4 separate regions of the Mus musculus genome follow, and regions 1, 2 and 4 are each linked to region 3. The links are chromatin contacts, called in public promoter capture Hi-C maps. All regions are on one chromosome and are shown on one strand. The core of a region is the stretch at or near the end of the contact, and the rest is flanking DNA. Distances in the headings are between cores, read along the strand shown.

Region 1 (3,940 bases), core at 405-2,904, 2.0 Mb before region 3:
ACATATTTCCCTTAGCAATTCCTTTTCTCATAGACAGTTCCATATGCTTCAGTTTCATTTTGGTTTGGAAATAGTACTCTTGCCAAGTTTTCTCTTTGTGTACTTTGCATATAGATAGCCAGCCAGCTTTCACTACATGTGTGAGGTGCCTCCCACTCTAAAATTATCCAAGGAAGCTTATTTACATATGAATTTGCAAAGAACTAAATTTCAAGGGAAGATGCTGACTACTTTATTTGACATCTTTTCTTTTTAGACTATTTGATAGTACAACTGGCATTGGCTGCCTTCATACCTTATCATCAGAATATCCAGCACAGCAATATTTTAGTCAAATTCTAGTGGCTTCCAAGAACGTTCTCTAAAGCAGTGTTTCTTAACCTTCCTAATGCTGTGGTGTGATGACCCACAACCATAAAATTATTTTCTTTGCTACTTCATAACTGTAATTTTGCTACTATTATGAATCGTCATGTAAATACCTCCTATACAGGATACCTCAAAGGGGTCCTGACACACTGGTTGAGAGTCTTTGAAGGCATGCTTTGTGGTCGTTCAGGCAGAATACTACAGTTCAAATCTGCTACAACTTTTTTGTTTTGTTTTGTTTTTCCAGACAGGTTCTCTGTGTAGCCCTGGCTGCCCTGGAACTCATTCTGTAGACCAGGCTGGCCTCGAACTCAAAAATCTGCCTGCCTCTGCCTCCCAAGTGCTGGGATTAAAGGCGTGCGCCACCACACCTGGCACAACTTTTTGTTTTGTTTTAGAAAATACCCTTAACTTTACCACAAGCTTCAAGTGGATGCCAGTCATGGTGATGGTGTTGTTGCTTAGAAAACAATTTATTCTAGAAAATGCAGGAATGGCCATGCTGGGGAATCTGCAGGTACCAACTATAAAGAGCAGGTGACTATTACAACAATCGAGAGATTCTGTCTTCTTGGCCAAGCACAATCTGGCTCCAGACCGCAAGACAGTTTTGGCTGAGGACTGCAGCAGCTTGAGCGGGAGCGTTTCAGGTTATACCTAAGATTCCCTGACACCCCCCCCCCCCCATAGAGTTGTAAGACAAAAACAAAATCTGAACTTTTAAAAGGAAAGTCCTCAGTCTTTAGGACACGCACAGATATGTAGATCTAAGATTCAAAGTTCAGAGTTTAGTTTTGACTTGCTGTGATTTTTCTTTATTTTTGTACTTTTATGCATCACATTTAGCAATCCTGCCAGAATAACAAGAATGGATGTGGTTGGTTTGGCTGTGGTACCATACTGACTAGAAACGCCCTGGCCTTGATTTCCCCGCCCCCTACCCTGCCCTTCCTCTTATCCCCGCCCTCCCCGCATTCCCGCTCCTCCCCCCAGCCCCCGGCCCGGCCCGGCCCCGCCTGGTCTCTCTAACCGGAAGGAGGCGGGGAGAGACCGGGCTTCCTGAAAAGAGACGCAGTAACTAAGCAACCAGGGCACTTACGCCCGGGACCTTCCGCAGCTCTTAGGAGACGTGCTCCTGCGCTCGCTGACGCTACAATCCCGCGCTAGAGACTTGGGCCCGACTGGGCGTCTCTCTTCTACGTAATTCAGAACCTCTGTGTGATTGGTTATCATGGGGGCGCGGCGCTCGGATCGCGGACGCTTCTGATTGGTGCTTTGGAGCAGCGGGGCGGGATTCTGTTAACTGCCGCGGGAGGTCCGGACAGTGGCGGCCATGGGACTGGAGGGTAAGTACGCGTCTTGGCTGTCCTTTCTAACGTTCTCGGTCTCTCTGGATGGGGTTGTGCCGTTCTCACAGGACCGTGGCAGGCTGTGGAGGAGGTGAAGCCTACTCTATCTGAGGCCCGGAAGTCGGGTCCGTGGGTCTCCGTAATCAAATGGGGATTGAGGGTGCCTTGAGGGTTGGAACTGGTTCTTAGACTGAGTTTAGTAGAGCGAGTGACTGGAATCTTAGGACGTTTTTCCGAGTCCCTTTGGGTCTGGCCGGATCTTGTCTCATCCTGGGGTGCTGGCTGGTGGACCCGGGCTGATCCTCTTTGGCTCTAGTACACCCGAGCTGCCTCTCAGGGAGTGCGTGTGCACTGCCTTGGGACTGGATTAAAGTATACTTCTCTTGATTTCTCAGCCCTGTCCGAGCCCCCTCTAAGGATCCTCAGAAGCTTCTACTAATAAGGGAGTTCCCTGGGCACGATTGAGAATTTTGAGGACTTCTTGACTTTGTCATTTACATGGCTTGGGTAGGGAAGTTGTACAGATCGCTTAGCATGTAGGGCTGGAGAGAGAATTGACCAGATTTTACAGCCTCTATTCACTTATAGAAGCCAAGATTCAGTGAGTATTTTCACATACTTTCATTTGGTTCATTATTTCTGTTCTTATCATTCACTTCTTAAAACGGGATAGGACTAAAGGACCAGGTTTAGATGACACATGACAGTAGCACAGCATTAGCCACTTGAGGCTTTGCTTTCCCCTTTTGCAAACTTCATATTTTCTTGCTTCCATTATTTGTTTACTTACTGGTTGTAAATTTGGTCTTCCCTCCTCTTTTTTTCCAGTTTATGTGTCCGGGTGCCCCCATGTAGCTGTCTTACCCTGCCCTAGAACCCTCAATTCTCTGTCTCCCAAGCACGTGCTCCTTTCTTTCCTGCCTCCTCCCTCTGAATTTCTGAGACGATTTTAAATGTAGGTGAATTTGTGGGAGAAAATGGACACATGTAGTTGCAGGTGAGAGCTGAAACTCAGAGAGTTAGGATAGTAATCCTCCATTGAGTTCTTTGTAGACTTGTAGATCTCAACTAAGGCGGATTTTTGCCAGATCTCTAAAGCTGTGGCATTAAAAGTCTAAGCATCTATAGAACAGAGTATTGAATGAGCACTTCATATGAGCATCACTTTAGGGAACTCCTAAAGGGAACTTTTCTTAGCCTTAGATGTAGGAAAGAGCCCACATGTAAAGCCTGTGTCCTGTTCCATTTCCTTTCAGGGTCTACACTGAAAGGGTGCTCAGGGGAAAGGCTTCCATAATTAAAAGAAGGGTTCTGAAAAGAGAAGGGAGCAGTTTAAGCATAGCTATCCTTGAATAAGGAAGGAGAAGCCAGATTGTCTTCAGCATGAGCTCTAGGGAACACTTGAAGAGGGTGTTCTTAAAAAGAAAGCTCTAGTTCCAGGTACATTTTAAAGGAAACCACAGAGATAATACCAGCAGAGCCTTATGGGATGTACTGGGTCACTAGCTAAGCTGTGCAGCCCTAATCAGCACATTTTCTGTGAAGAACCAGATGGTAAATATTTTAGGCTCTGTGGGTCATCTGATTTCTTTCAAAGCCACAGAAGTAGCCATTCAGAATATAAGTGAATGGGCAAGCCAGGTTCCTGTAAAAATTTGTTCGTAAAAATAGACAATGTGCCAGTATACTTAGATTCACATCCTAGCCTGTTTTAGTATCCTTTTCTGCTTCACAACCCAGAACAAAAGGCAGTGCTATAAAACAGCCTTTTTGCTATTTTTCATGACTCTGGAATCTGCTAGACTTAGCTAGTGGTACTTTTATGAGTCTTTTCAGGGGTTTCTGTAGAAGGCTGCATTTAGCTAGAGGTCTGGCTAGAAATTGGGCGCAGGTAAGAATGTAGAGGTGGCTGGGTCCCTATCTCTCCATGTAGCTTGTAAGCCCTTTTCCTCTCATTGTCTCCCCCATGTCCTTCTAACCTAGTAGCTGTATGATAACTCCAGAAGTAAAAGCCATCGAACCTTTCATAGGCTGAGGTCAAAGATCTGCATGTCCCTTTTACCATGTCCTGTGGCTTACATGGTCCCAGTGCAAGGGAGATTCCTAGGTGCAGTGGTGCACACCTGTAATCCCAGCCCTCAGGAGACTGAGGCCAGGAATATTGAATTCAAGGTCAGCATGAGCTATAAGCTAAAACTTGGCTTTAAAAGTATGTGGGAAGG
Region 2 (4,354 bases), core at 1,311-3,810, 2.5 Mb before region 3:
ACAAATTTAACAGGAAACTAAAATTATTTATTAAAACCTTAGATTTTATAGTATCCAAATTTTATTGCTAAAAAATAGCATCTCTATTTTACCATCGTGTCTTGTGTTTAGCATACATGACAGCAAAACAATTTTTGAAATTTAACAAACAATTACAAATTCTGGTTATTAATTTTTCACACATGATTTTGTATAGTTTTCCATAGTTGCATAAAGAAGGCAATATCACCTTGAAAACAAACACAAAGGAATAATAAGATTATATATTGACATGACAGATGAAAAAGGTAGTGGGTCAGAAGATTATATATATATATATATATATATATATATATATATATAACAAAGCCTACAATTTGAAAATGTGGAAATCAAAGTCAAACTACTTAATTACTAACAAAGATGGCAGCCGTGCTTCCTTTTGTCTTTCACAGTGAATGCACCATTAGCACTTTGAACTAAGACTGGGGAATAAACCATCTATAATCTACTGAAAAAGACCATCTGCTTCTATAAATTTTGTTCTCATATACTTGCCAAAGGAAGAGAACGTATTAACAAAATAATGGGCCCTGCTCTGTTAATTGTAGGTTGTTTGCAGTTTTGCTGTTGGTATTAGAATTTAATAAGCCATTCCTTCTGCTAAATTAATAAGCAGCCAAGATTATGTAATAGCTGCTTTCAGCTGCTAATTATTTTCCCATAATTCCTTCTCTACCCCCCAGCCCTCCCCACTTTCTCTCTCTCTCTTTTTGGCTAGGAACACAGAAATGAGACTGCCAATTTGCAAGTCTCCCATAATTTCCAGAGCTACTAACCAACATTAGTAACACATCCAATGAGTTTAAACTTGGGAGGTGGTGACTTAGGCACCCTGAGGACGTAGGTGTTTTGAACACAAAAAGGAAAGGCAGTGTTTAGAATTAGAAGGCCGTTTTTCATTGTGTAATATCATTGCTATCTTTGAACTGGCTAATGACATCTGTTTCTTGTGAGAAAGTACATTGGCATTTTAGAGGCATGTTTCAACAATAAACAGAGAAATTTGGGCCGGGGACCTAAAGACCTACCAAAAGCCAATTCTGCTTTCTATTGACCACTTTAATACTCCAGTATATTTCACTCACACACGTTTGTAGGAAACTTTCCAAGCAGCATAGTATTGCTGAAAAGGGGAAAGTATTCTAGTTTTATTTTTGCTAAACAAAAGCATATACAAAATGACCTCAAATTCCTAACGTATAAGATCCTATTACATTGGCACTCTAAGACATAAAAATGAACATTGATGTCTAATAAGGGGGTTCTTTACATTAAGTAAACACAGCTTCGCTAAAAGTGTAGCATCTTTTTTTTCTTACATTAGTTAATTTACAATTCCTGTTTAGTAATCTCTGCAAAGAAAGGCATGCCCAATGAATACTCTGTTCTGGCTTTTGTTGTAGGGACAGAGGTGACAGTAGTAATGAGTAGCATTTGACAGGGGAAATCCATGGCTGTCCAAGCAAGGTCACCTAATCCTGTGGATCTCCATTCCCCTTATCTATAAAAGATGAGTTGAACTCGATGATCCATCCATTCCACCATTCAAATAAAACACAGACATCCATCATACGCCCAGACTAAGTCAACATTTCAGCTTTTTAACAAGTCTATCATCATTTTATAATTTTATTAGACAACTCACATTTATCAGTAGTGTTAAAACCAGGCAGAGAACTAGGTTGTTAAACGAATAAAATCCAAGGTGCGCTAAACAGAAGCATGTGGGTAAAAGAGGAATTCGTTGTTCCGGGGCTTTAGGGTGAGGCTTTATAGATGTGACATTAGAGGAAGGACATGCCAAGGCGAGCGAGTCATCAGCCAAGGCTAAACTGGAACCCGGGATGGGGAAGGTGCGGGCGAGACCGTGAGAAGGAAGCGGGATCTAAAAGGACTAAGCGCTGTCTGGATTTTTTTTTTTTTTTTTTTTTTTTTTTTTTTTTTTTTGCAGCAGAGAGCGGACTACAACTCCTCCAGTCCGCCGCACTGCTGGGGGAAGCAAGCCCTGAAGAGAGGCTCTAGCAAAGCTTGTGGCGAGAAATGTCTAGGTTAGCTGGGGCTGGAAAGGAGGGGCCTCCCTGCAAACGCGGGCACGAGCACCGCGACAGCGCTGACTTGTTTTCCCCTGAGTTGCAGCACTCCTGTCCTTGGCTCCCACCATCATCGCCGACTGTCACACCTCCCCGCCCAACCCTCTGGAGACCCACGGAGTCACTGGCGCTCGGAATCAGCCCCTTTGCGGTGCGGACCATCCTTTAGCCTGCACCACGGGGTCAGCTAAGGGCGCCGCGGAGCCCCATCACCCTGCCACGGAAGGAGCCAGGACAGCCGCGCGCGCCGCGTCCCGGCAGCACAGCCCGAAGTACGCAAGCGCGCTGGCCACAGCCTAGGCCGCTTCCGGGTCACGTGGCCAGACTTCCGGCCCTCGCCACGCCTACCCTGCGGTTATTTGACCAATCGGCTTCTCGTTCTTGCCGGCAACAGCGCTCACTCTAGAGGCGGTTGGCGCCCCCTCGGCAGCTTGGCGCGCGGTCTCCGGTCCGCCTCTCCGCTCGCCGCAGCCCGGGCTCCTCCTCCGTCCAGCCTCCAGGGCGGGATCTGTCGGCTCGCCCTACCCTCGCAGCCTAAGCCTGCCCTCCACCAGACGGGTCCCCTCCCCGCGGCACCACGGCTTCCCTTCCACAGCACGGCGACGGGGGCTTCCCCTCAGCAGCTGCCGGCGCCTCAGTCTCCGCGGCCAGCCCAGCTCCGCCGCGTCCGCGGCCCGCCGCCGCCGTAAGTGCTGAAGGAGTCCGCTGAGCTGGCAGGGATGGAAAGAGGGAGTGATGGCTGGGACGCGCCCCCCGCCGCCCCGTGAGCGCCCCGACGACCCCACCCCGAGTCCTCCCGGGGCGCCGCGCCCCGAAACTCACTTCTGCCGGCGGTAGCGCTCCGCTCTCCACTCGGCAGCGCGCCGGTGATGCAGGGGAACCGGTCCTAGGTTCCGCGGGGACCCCGCGGCACCTGTGGTTCGCTGATCGCCTCAAGTTTGACGGGGCGTTTTGGGGAGGGGCTGGGGTGACGGCGACCGAGGACTTGGCGCCCCTGGCGGGCCAGCGGATGCCATTGTCTCTGCTCCACTCCTTGCCGGTCACCTCGCCCAGCTTTGGGTACTGATGGAGTGTAGTCCCGGGAGGAGGGGAGGCGTCCGAGACTGCGGGACCCCAGGGATGCTGGACCAGAGCCCACTCCAAGGCTGAGCTCATTGTTGGGTTTTTTGTTTTGTTTTGTTTTGTTTTTGTTTTAATACCAATCTGGAGAAATTGTTGTCCCGGGATTTGCGGCAAAAATCAAAGCGAGGGAAAAGGAATACTTGTGCCGCGGGTTTCGTCCCATGTTAGCACATCATTTGTTTTGAGGAAAATGCTTGGTTTCTTCGTCCTCCAAAGTGGTAGGGCGGATACTGGACCCCGCTACAGATAGCCTAGAGCACACCCCAGTCATTAGCAAACCATCTCTCCTGGTCAAGATTTAAGAAAACCGATCGGTCCCTTCCCCAAGTTCTGATAACGGTTTGCGTTCAATGTCCAGTTCTTTCGATGCCGTTCTTTTCGATGCCGCTGTCTTCAGGACTTACAAGGGTGGCACTTTGCTCTCAATGAATTATATAGTGTTGTGTGGGGTAATAGCCAATTTTAACTTTATTAAAGTTAAATGGCTACGCCATAAATATCCGGATGTTTTCTTGATGCCTTTTTGGGATATTGCGAGGTGGATTTCCTGTCTAGAGCCAATTTGATTTTATATTAGTTACGTAAATTCCTCCTCCGGGTGTTCAAATTTAAGGTTGTGTGGTGAATATTAAGAATCGCCCTTGGGTGGATCTTACTTGCACTGTCACTGTTAAAGGAACTTAAAAAGGTTAAAACAAAACACCTATCCAAATTTTACCTTCAAATTAGCTTTACAATACAGCTCGCTTTTACCAGTTGAATTATAAAATACATGCCTTAGAAAATATAGACTGACCAACAGACATGCAAATACTAAGTAAATCAATGCAAATTAGCTTCGGTATAAAACATACTCAAATCCAGCATAACATTCAAATGTGGTTTTTGTTTTAAAAGAAGTATTCTGTGCACTGTCCCAAAAATTTGTTGTTTTAAATTAAATATCTTGTGTCTCGATATGAGTAACTTTGAATAAAGCTTTTTAAGCGTGTATTCTCTTTTACATACATTAACTCAGTTCTTGAGTGCTTGTTTGTGTTGGATTTTATGAAATGCAAACATAAAAATCGGGCTTTTGTCTTTAAAATGTGTTGTTTGTG
Region 3 (4,238 bases), core at 769-3,268:
TCAGTCATTGAACTAAGAAAGTAAAAATTATCTAAATTTGAGAAAATGAAAACATGCCCTGCTTTTCCTCCAATTGGGCTAATGGACTGAATAAGCAGTCATGCTGAAACTGGGAACAAGACTTGCACAAAGGGCTTACAGATAATGATATCCATTGCTTAAGACCAAATCAAACTGAGACGTGAAGGATGAAACAAATATTCCCAAACTGCCTGTGAAATACACACCAACAATCCTTCCCTAGCCATATGGACACATTGCTAGAAACGCTCTTACCCCAAGACATAATGGCCCTGGCCTAACACCCCAGTACTCAGGAAGGAAGCAGAACCCTGCAAACTGGCCCAAGCATGCTCAGGCCTTTTTCCTCAGACAGGGGAGTTCTCTATACTAGGCAGAAAATGACAGGTACAACAAATAGATGAGGTGGAGACCTAGGTAGAAGCCTCAGTCAATAGGAGGCAGCGACCTCCATGACCTCTGACTGACCAGGAGGAATCTGCTGCCACTGAAAATAAGGATTTCAGGCAACCTGAGGAAACAGGAAAAGGATCCTCATATAATCTAAATTTTAAAATGATATACACGCCTAACAGCAGTTTGTAGTTATAATATATGATTTTTCTCTCTTCTGCCTTTCTGTATTTTCCGGACAAGTCTTAAATATTTGTATGTAGTAAAACAAGAGTGGGAAAAATTGGGCTCACCTTTCCTTAATTTCCAATTCTATATGTAAAATATAGTCTAAAAGGTATATTGTAAGGAAACACATTGAACTAACTCCATCCCTTGCTGCTACCCAAACTTAAGATGTTCTAATAAACAGTTGCTATTCATTTAAAATATCCACACTCTAAAATATCTTATGTGTACTTACTATTACTGACACAGGGTATCACTATGAAGTCTTGGCTGACCTGGAACTGGCTATTTGGCCCAGCTACCCTCACAAGAGATGTGCCTTCCTCTGCTTCCGAAGAACTGGGATAAAGGCGTGTGACAAGACACCTGGTACCATTCCACTATAGATTTTTTTCTAGGGAGTATCATGAAACAGACTGGGCTTCATTTTGTTGTTCTCAGACATGTAGACCACAGTACTCTGCTCACATTACCCTCTGCAGTCCGTTCCTCGCAAGTCCCCCTCCTGCTCACTACATAGACGTAGCATGATCAAAGCGAGACTGGGAACAAGATTTGTAACAGCAGCTTAGTTTTATGGCAATGTGTTCATTATACAGGTTATGTGCTACCTTAATGAATGAATTTAAATGTGGAGCCACCTGCGGTTAAAGGTTACACTTGTGGAAGTATAACGACACGATTGTGCCTAAATCTGATACCTGAAGTGTGTCCAGTACACCCCGATCCTTAAACGTCTGGTATAGCTTTTTGCGCAGTTCATCTTGACTCAACACATCAGACTTGTGGGGCATGTTGGACTGAAAAGAGAAAATGATGGGTTACCTAGTGTCAACGTGGACCTGAATTTCAGAAATCAGTGACCTCACCGGAAGCCCTAAGATGCTTAACGGACATCAAAACAAAGAGATGTCCAATCGGAAAAACCCTGGAAAGTGGCAGGTGGAACTACCTGAGCCATCCTCATCTGCTTTCCTCCCGAGCTCGCCCCTCCACGGTCGGACTCCTCGGCCCGGGCCGGGGCGCAGGAGGAGAGGGAGCCCTTGACCTCGGAATCCAGCTTGTCTCTGGGGACCTAGGGGAGCAAGAGAGCTAAACATTCAGCCCCTAACTCGTCAAGCAGCCGCGCTTCCTCCCACGGTATGGGAAGGGTGGGCGGGTCCGCGAGCCAGGAGGGACTCTGGACGGAATAAAGACGGAAACGACAAGCGAGGGCCCCGAAGCGGCCGCTCAGTCGGCAGTTTTCCCTGCTCCGTAGCTCATCCCTACACTGCCCGCCGCCCGCCGCCTGCTCCGCCCGCTCCGGCCGCTCGGCCCGCTCGGCCGGCTCAGCCTAACCGCCCAGGCTTTGGCCCTCCGTGACGCCTGCGCGCTCTTAGGCGAGCAGTCCCGGCCACGTCTCGCGAGAGCATAGCCTCAGATCTCGCGAGAGTGATTTTGGGACTCCCAGGCTGAGGCTCCCGAGCGCAGATTAAAGAGGCGGCCGGTTCTCATCTCGGCTCCTCCCTACAGGTGAGCTCTGGAGGGAAGCAGGCGGCGGGCGTTCCGGGTCCGCGGGGGCATCCAGGCCTCCCGTGATGCGAACAGTGGTCTTCTACCTCTACCCAGCCCTGACTCGGGACAGCACGCCCAGCCCCCCGGCGCCGAGTAATCCCCGTTCTCCTAGTTGGTATAGCCTCCGTGTCCCCTTGGAGGGGACCTCCGCGCACTGGGACGGAGGCTTGGCGTTCTCCAGGTCGCTAACGCAGTGCATCTTCATTGCAATGCCATTGCCCTTTGCAGCCGGTTTACTGTAGAAAGCGGTCTCGGGCATCGTAGGTTGACCGCATCCTTGGTCAGTTTCCATTAAATGCCAGTGGTACCCTACCTCGCCCTCCAGACTTTGACAGATGCTCTCAAAGAGGGCAAAAGCGCATCTCCTTGAGAAGCACGGAGCTTCATTTTATAGAAAAGCCCCACTAGTTTTGCTGATCTGTGGGGCAAGTTGAATTTACAGCTGTCAGGAGCAAGTTTCTGAAAGGTTCCTCCATAGAGAGATTTGCTATAAATATGGACGGCTTTGAACTGGGGTGCATGCGTTTTATCTTGTGTTTGCCTGTTAACTAAAATGTTTAACTTGTAAGGATTTCTAAATTCATCCTGCTCTTGCACTAGTAGTCTTCCACCATTGCACCATATGAATTTTTAGCTTCCTGGTAACTTCAGATGTCAGCCCTGGGCTTGGCCTTTACAGCAGTTTAGAATAAGCCTGTCAAGTCTAGAGTTAAAAAAAAATACTTGATCTTGTGTATGTACTGCACTCCCTCAAACCCATACCAGACATGAATAATTGATCATAGCCATTCGACCACACTGTTTCTCAGCACCAACTCCTGACAGCCATACCAGACATGAATAATTAATTGATCACAGCCTTTCACTGCTGACCACACAGTTTCTCAGCACCAGCTCCTGGCAGCCATACCAGCAAAGCAGATTTTGCTCATAAGGAACCACGAGCTATCCCTAGTCAAATCCCTTTCCTACTAGACATTATATTTCAAGAATATACTAAACACCCACCACAGAACACTTCATCCTCACTTAGCTTAAAACACCCTCGACTGGCTCCTTCAGTTGCTCTTATTTTGTTTTGTTTTCAGACCATTCATTGTCTAAGTCCCCACCCACCCCCCTGCTCCCAACATATTGTTTAAAGGTATCCATCATTTGAAATTATGATTTCCAGAACTAAGTATTTTCACAGGAGATGTAATGAGGATGACAGCAGCACTTTCCACACCTTGTTTGGGCACTGTCTTCACTCAGTTTTTGGTTGTTTTGTACTTTTAGATTTATTTTAGAGGTGTGTGTGTGTGTGTGTGTGTGTGTGTGTGTAATGAGTACAGGTACCCACAGAGTCCAGAAGAAGGCATTAGATCCCATAGAGCTGGAGTTACAAGCAATTGTGAGCTGCCTGATGTAGGAGCTGGGATTGAACTTGTGTCCTCTGCAAGAGCAGTATGTTCTCTTAACTGCTGCACAATCTTTTTGCCCCAGCGGTCTTAATCTTTATTCAGCCTAGAATTCTTTAGCTTTTCTTTCTTGACATGTCAGGCTGCTGCTGCCTCACTGAGCAATAAATCCAAACTTTTCGATTCTCATTTCTTTTTCTCTAGGGTTCTCTCCTTTTGTTGTACAGTTGGTTTGTTGTTACTGGTTTTAGTTTTTTGAGGCAGAGTCTCATACTGTGGCCTAGCTGGACCAACTCATAATTGTTCTCTTGTTTTAGCCTCCCTAGTGCTGGGTTTAAAGATGTGAACCACTGTAGCTGGCTTCTGCTGATTTTAAAACTCAAGTACAAGACTATATATATCTCAGTCTCTTATATCTTAATAATTTTATGCAACACTGGTAGACTTACAGGTCCCATGGTGTCTTTCCTGTTACCCCATTTTGAGGCAGGGTCTCCCTTTATATAGTCTTGGCTGTCCCTGGTCTTATATGCAAGCCATGCTGTCTGAACCTCACAAAGATCCATCTGCTTCCCCGTCACAAGTGCTGGAATCAAAGATGTATAGCAGCAGACCTAGCCCTGGAGATGATTTTTATTCCTC
Region 4 (4,027 bases), core at 1,070-3,569, 2.4 Mb before region 3:
CTTCTCAGGGGAGGTCTGGACATGTCTTGAGACCCTTTTGAATGTGATCAGGGGAGGTCTGGACATGTCTTGAGACCCATTTTAGTGTGATCATTTGGGGGAAGGTGCTATTGAGAGGTCAGAAATGCCCTTTAATAGCTACAGGGCTCAGGAAGATGCACACAATGGAGAATAATTAAGTCCTGGAGCTGAGGTGGCTCCATGGTCAAAGGCTCTTCCAGAGGACCTGAGTGAGTTCCAGTCTCAGTGCCATGGCAGGCTGCTCCTACCTGCCTGTGACTCGAGCTCCAGGTGACCCAGCAGCCTCTTTCTACTTTAGTGGACTCATGCAGAAGCCTACACACATACCCATAGTTAAAACTAAAATTATTATCTCCTATTATAATTACTCCCTTCTGCCTGGCATTATCAGGACCTGGATATTGTTGGGATTCAGGAGTCACCCCACAAACCACATGAACACCAACCTCAGTCAAACAGGGATGGTTTATTAAACAACACACCGTAGGACTGACTGACACAGCTCAGACTTTGGGAACTATGACCCCAAACATTTCTCAGGGCCAGCTTATAAAGGCTAAAACAACTAAAACCACAATGAGCTCATATGCCAATGTTGGAAGTCACATAACAGTTCTTTAATTTGATAGGTCCTACTGGTGAAGCTTATAGTTGTGGAATTTCTTAAGATTAACAAACGTCATAACCTCGGAACATAACAAGGTATGTGGTCAGCATGACCCTGCTTTGAGTCAAGTTATTTTTCTGTGTTAATGACTGGTACCCATATTACTGCAACAATATGAAATAGCTGGCAGGCATGGAACAAAATGTCTACAGCTATGTTACGGCAGGAGACCTCAACAGACATAACTTACAGGAAAGGACTAGAGAGGGATGTGAGAAAAACCATCTTCTAATTCACTCCATTTTCCATGTTCACAGCAAGGCACACACTTACACACCATCCAGCTAGAATTAACCCTGAACTGCTTGAAAATGTTAAAAATCTAACCTCTGGACAGGTTGAGATCCACAGAAATAAACAGAAGTATAGAGACCTGCCTTATCAAAAAAAGACGACCTCAAACAGGCCACACTAGACTCTGAGATAGTTGACACTGGTTGCAACTCTCTCTCCGTTTCTGCATAACTTCAGCATGCTTAAAGTTTCAAAAAGAAAAGCTTTGTTGTGCATACTAGTCATGCTCACAGTTCTTCGGGCACACACATGCCAACCAAACTTTTGGATAGCAAAGGGGAGATTGGCAGACTTACAGTCCAGAAAGCAGGAGAAAAAGCAACCGTGGTTTTCAGAAGAGATTATTCAAACTAAGGTGTACACATTCAAATTATTTCTCAAGCTTTTTCAGGAAAAGACAAACGAGGTGGAGTTATACTTACAAGTTTCCAGCAGCTTCAGTCCAGTAGCCAGCCCTTAATGCCTGCTGTCATCCGGATCCCAGGCACTATTTTGAAGTTCCTGGTCTCTCGATCTGGAGTAGGGCACAAAAGAAAAAAAAAAAAAAGATGTTAAGAACTTGAGAAGTGGAGACGGGTCAGACTTGTGTTCCCGACACTACTGTGCTACCAATGCCCACCCTGGAGGGTGGCGTTATCCGTCCCCCCCCCCCCCAATCCGGATGAGTTCCAGCGTCTTCAGCCTCGGTGTCTAGAAATGCAGTCGCCCCATCTCCAAACCGGATCCAATCCCCAGGGGTTAGTTAGTGACCCTGTACTGACGAGAGCGCCCTGGGAAGCCGGTTCCTGGGGGAAGCTCGAGTAGCCCCTCCGTTATACTCTCGGACCTACATCTTTCGGGTCTCCCCGGACCAAGGTACCTCAAGACAGTGCGTGTAAAGGCCAAAGGGGTAGTCCTTGTCCCCACAGACAGGCCCTGCGACCCCGCGGCCGCGGTCACACACAGTCGCCCATCCTTACCGAATTCAACCTCCGCGCGGGCTCCCGGCACGAGGCTGCCAGCCTATGAGGAGCTTGCTTACGCCCCCTTACCTCACGCCGCAGCCTCGCGAGACCTTGACTCCTGACCCGCCCTCTGTCTTGGGCCCAGAAACCGGAAGTCCCGCCCTCCGGTAGCTCCGGTTCCGGCTCAATCCGGCTCTGGCTCGCTCCGGCTCCGGCTCCGGCTTTCGACCGCAGCTCTACAGGGAGACCGCTGAGGAGACCCTGAGAACAGCCACAAGTGACTTGCCCAGGCCTTTGATCTCGAACAGCGGCATGCGATCACCCTTGCGCCTAAGACCACAGGCCGATTTTCGCGCTCCGCCCATGTCACCAGCCCGCCTCCATCCGTCGCTTAGACCACGCCTTTTCCTCCGGGCTGTACCACTAGCTCCTTCTTATGGGTGATGCCGTTACCATGGTGCCGAAGCCTGGCTGGGTCACGTCACGTCACGTCCCCTCTTTCGTTAGACTTTCTTATTGGCCTATCAGAGCTTGGCTTGAGAGCAAGCTATGAGCCCGCCTCTCAAAGAGACCTCTTTTCCCCTGCAAGCATATTTTACTGCTTTAAGTCTAAGACACCTCAGAGGTTCCCTAATCACCTACCGTGGCCTTCACCTTGGCCGCCCCTCTCTCGCCAGATCGAGTGTCTCTCTTGAAAAAGGATACCCCAAAGTCCCTCTTGAAAACAGTCCAAATTCTAGATGCTAAATAAATAAATAAATAAAAAGTAAAGTAATGACACTTTTATTTTTTCGTGTTTCTGCCAGTGGTAATTTATGAGCAGAAACCGATGGGAAACAAAACTGCTTGCCCAGTGGTGGGGTTCAGTGGTGGAACTGAAACCTCGCAATTCCTTTTCGTGCCTTTTTTTTTTTTTTTTTTTTTTTTTTGGTTTTTCGAGACAGGGTCTCTCTGTGTAGCCCTGGCTATCCTGGAACTCACTTTGTAGACCAGGCTGGGCCTCGAACTCAGAAATCTGCCTGCCTCTGCCTCCCAAGTGCTGGGATTAAAGGTGTGCGCCACCATGCCCGGCTTTTTCGTGCCCTTTTAATGAGACCTGGGGAGCCAACCCAGTGTTTCTTCCAGCCTCTCACTCAGCAGGCTTTAAATTTTAGACAGGTACGTGGAGGAAGCACACTGCCCTTCTAGTTCTTATGACTTTTTCTAGGCACCAGCTCTCCCTCATACTATGAAGCTCTCTAGACTGCACCACACTTTCATCTCTGCTTTGAAGCCCTCCACCCCTACCCCATACTCCGACATTACTCTTATAATTTGGCTCCCACAGAGACAATGCTAACCCAAAAAACTCTGAATGGGCACACAGGGAGGAAAAAAACCGTTCCATTCGCTCTTTGTTCCTACATTCAAAATCTGTGACTATATTCTGAAAGTACAAGAAGCCTGAAAGAATCTTGAAGTTCTTTGCTTCAAGGACAAGATAAATAAATAAAAAAAGATGTGATAAGAGACTGGATAGGTGGAACCAGTGCTTGGTAAGAGCTGGTGTGTTGATCCAATCGGCAGGAGTAGCTGGGAGCATGAAACCACTGGCCATTTCCATAGTAGTTACTACAGCCCTCACACAATCAAATTCTCAACAAATATTCACTGACAATATCGCCTTTTCATTTGTGTGGAGGGTTACAAGTTTCCCCTCCATCACACAAAGATTAGTTCCATGTGTCAGCAGTCACGATTTTGTGATCACTTTAAAATATGAGTTTCCCTCTCCTCCACTTTCCACCCTTGTGTGGCTTGAAGACAGTGTGTGTATGCACAGGGTAACAATCCTGACCTTAGACGAGCACAGAGTAAAGAACAGGTTTTTGGTGTGTGTGTGTGTGTGTGTGTGTGTTTTGAGACAGGGTTTCTCTGTGTAGCCAGGCTTCAAATTCAGCTATTCACCTGCCTCTGCAGTCCAAGTGCTAGAACTACAGGTGTCTGCCCCCACCTCCAGTTTTTTTTTTATAACTCTAAATATTTTTTTTAAGATTTATGTTACGGGTGGTTGTGAGCCACCATGTGGTTGCTGGGATTTGAACTTCGGACCTTTGGAAGA

Evidence for each region. Promoter capture Hi-C pulls out the DNA fragments that hold promoters and counts their contacts.
Region 1: a contact with region 3 is called in a promoter capture Hi-C map of liver, with 4 times the contacts expected there. The contact joins the promoter of Piga here to the promoter of Ofd1 in region 3. A contact is called at or near these places in 6 of 39 promoter capture datasets (the 3T3-L1 cell line, erythroid cells, hippocampal neurons and 2 more), 1 of 115 datasets of contacts at active chromatin or transcription factors (embryonic stem cells) and 1 of 9 other capture datasets (liver).
Region 2: a promoter capture Hi-C map of cranial neural crest shows a contact between it and region 3. The contact joins the promoter of Ap1s2 here to the promoter of Ofd1 in region 3.
Region 4: a contact with region 3 is called in a promoter capture Hi-C map of erythroid cells, with 31 times the contacts expected there. The contact joins the promoter of Siah1b here to the promoter of Ofd1 in region 3. A contact is called at or near these places in 2 of 39 promoter capture datasets (erythroid cells and liver) and 1 of 115 datasets of contacts at active chromatin or transcription factors (extraembryonic endoderm stem cells).

What each region holds. Positions count from the first base shown.
Region 1 is chrX:164,418,126-164,422,065 of GRCm38.p6, forward strand. Piga (phosphatidylinositol glycan anchor biosynthesis, class A) reads left to right here and starts at 1,655. Exons shown (of 6, transcript NM_011081.3): 1 at 1,655-1,715.
Region 2 is chrX:163,906,457-163,910,810 of GRCm38.p6, forward strand. Ap1s2 (adaptor-related protein complex 1, sigma 2 subunit) reads left to right here and starts at 2,561. Exons shown (of 6, transcript NM_001290379.1): 1 at 2,561-2,817. It overlaps Gm52456 (predicted gene, 52456), which reads right to left and starts at 3,075. Exons shown (of 2, transcript NR_165469.1): 1 at 2,955-3,075; 2 at 1,654-2,842.
Region 3 is chrX:166,438,686-166,442,923 of GRCm38.p6, forward strand. Ofd1 (OFD1, centriole and centriolar satellite protein) reads right to left here and starts at 2,019. Exons shown (of 23, transcript NM_177429.3): 1 at 1,595-2,019; 2 at 1,344-1,442. The coding sequence starts at 1,609. It overlaps Trappc2 (trafficking protein particle complex 2), which reads left to right and starts at 2,070. Exons shown (of 5, transcript NM_025432.4): 1 at 2,070-2,154.
Region 4 is chrX:164,074,174-164,078,200 of GRCm38.p6, forward strand. It overlaps Siah1b (siah E3 ubiquitin protein ligase 1B), which reads right to left and starts at 2,320. Exons shown (of 4, transcript NM_001308385.1): 1 at 2,014-2,320; 2 at 1,405-1,496.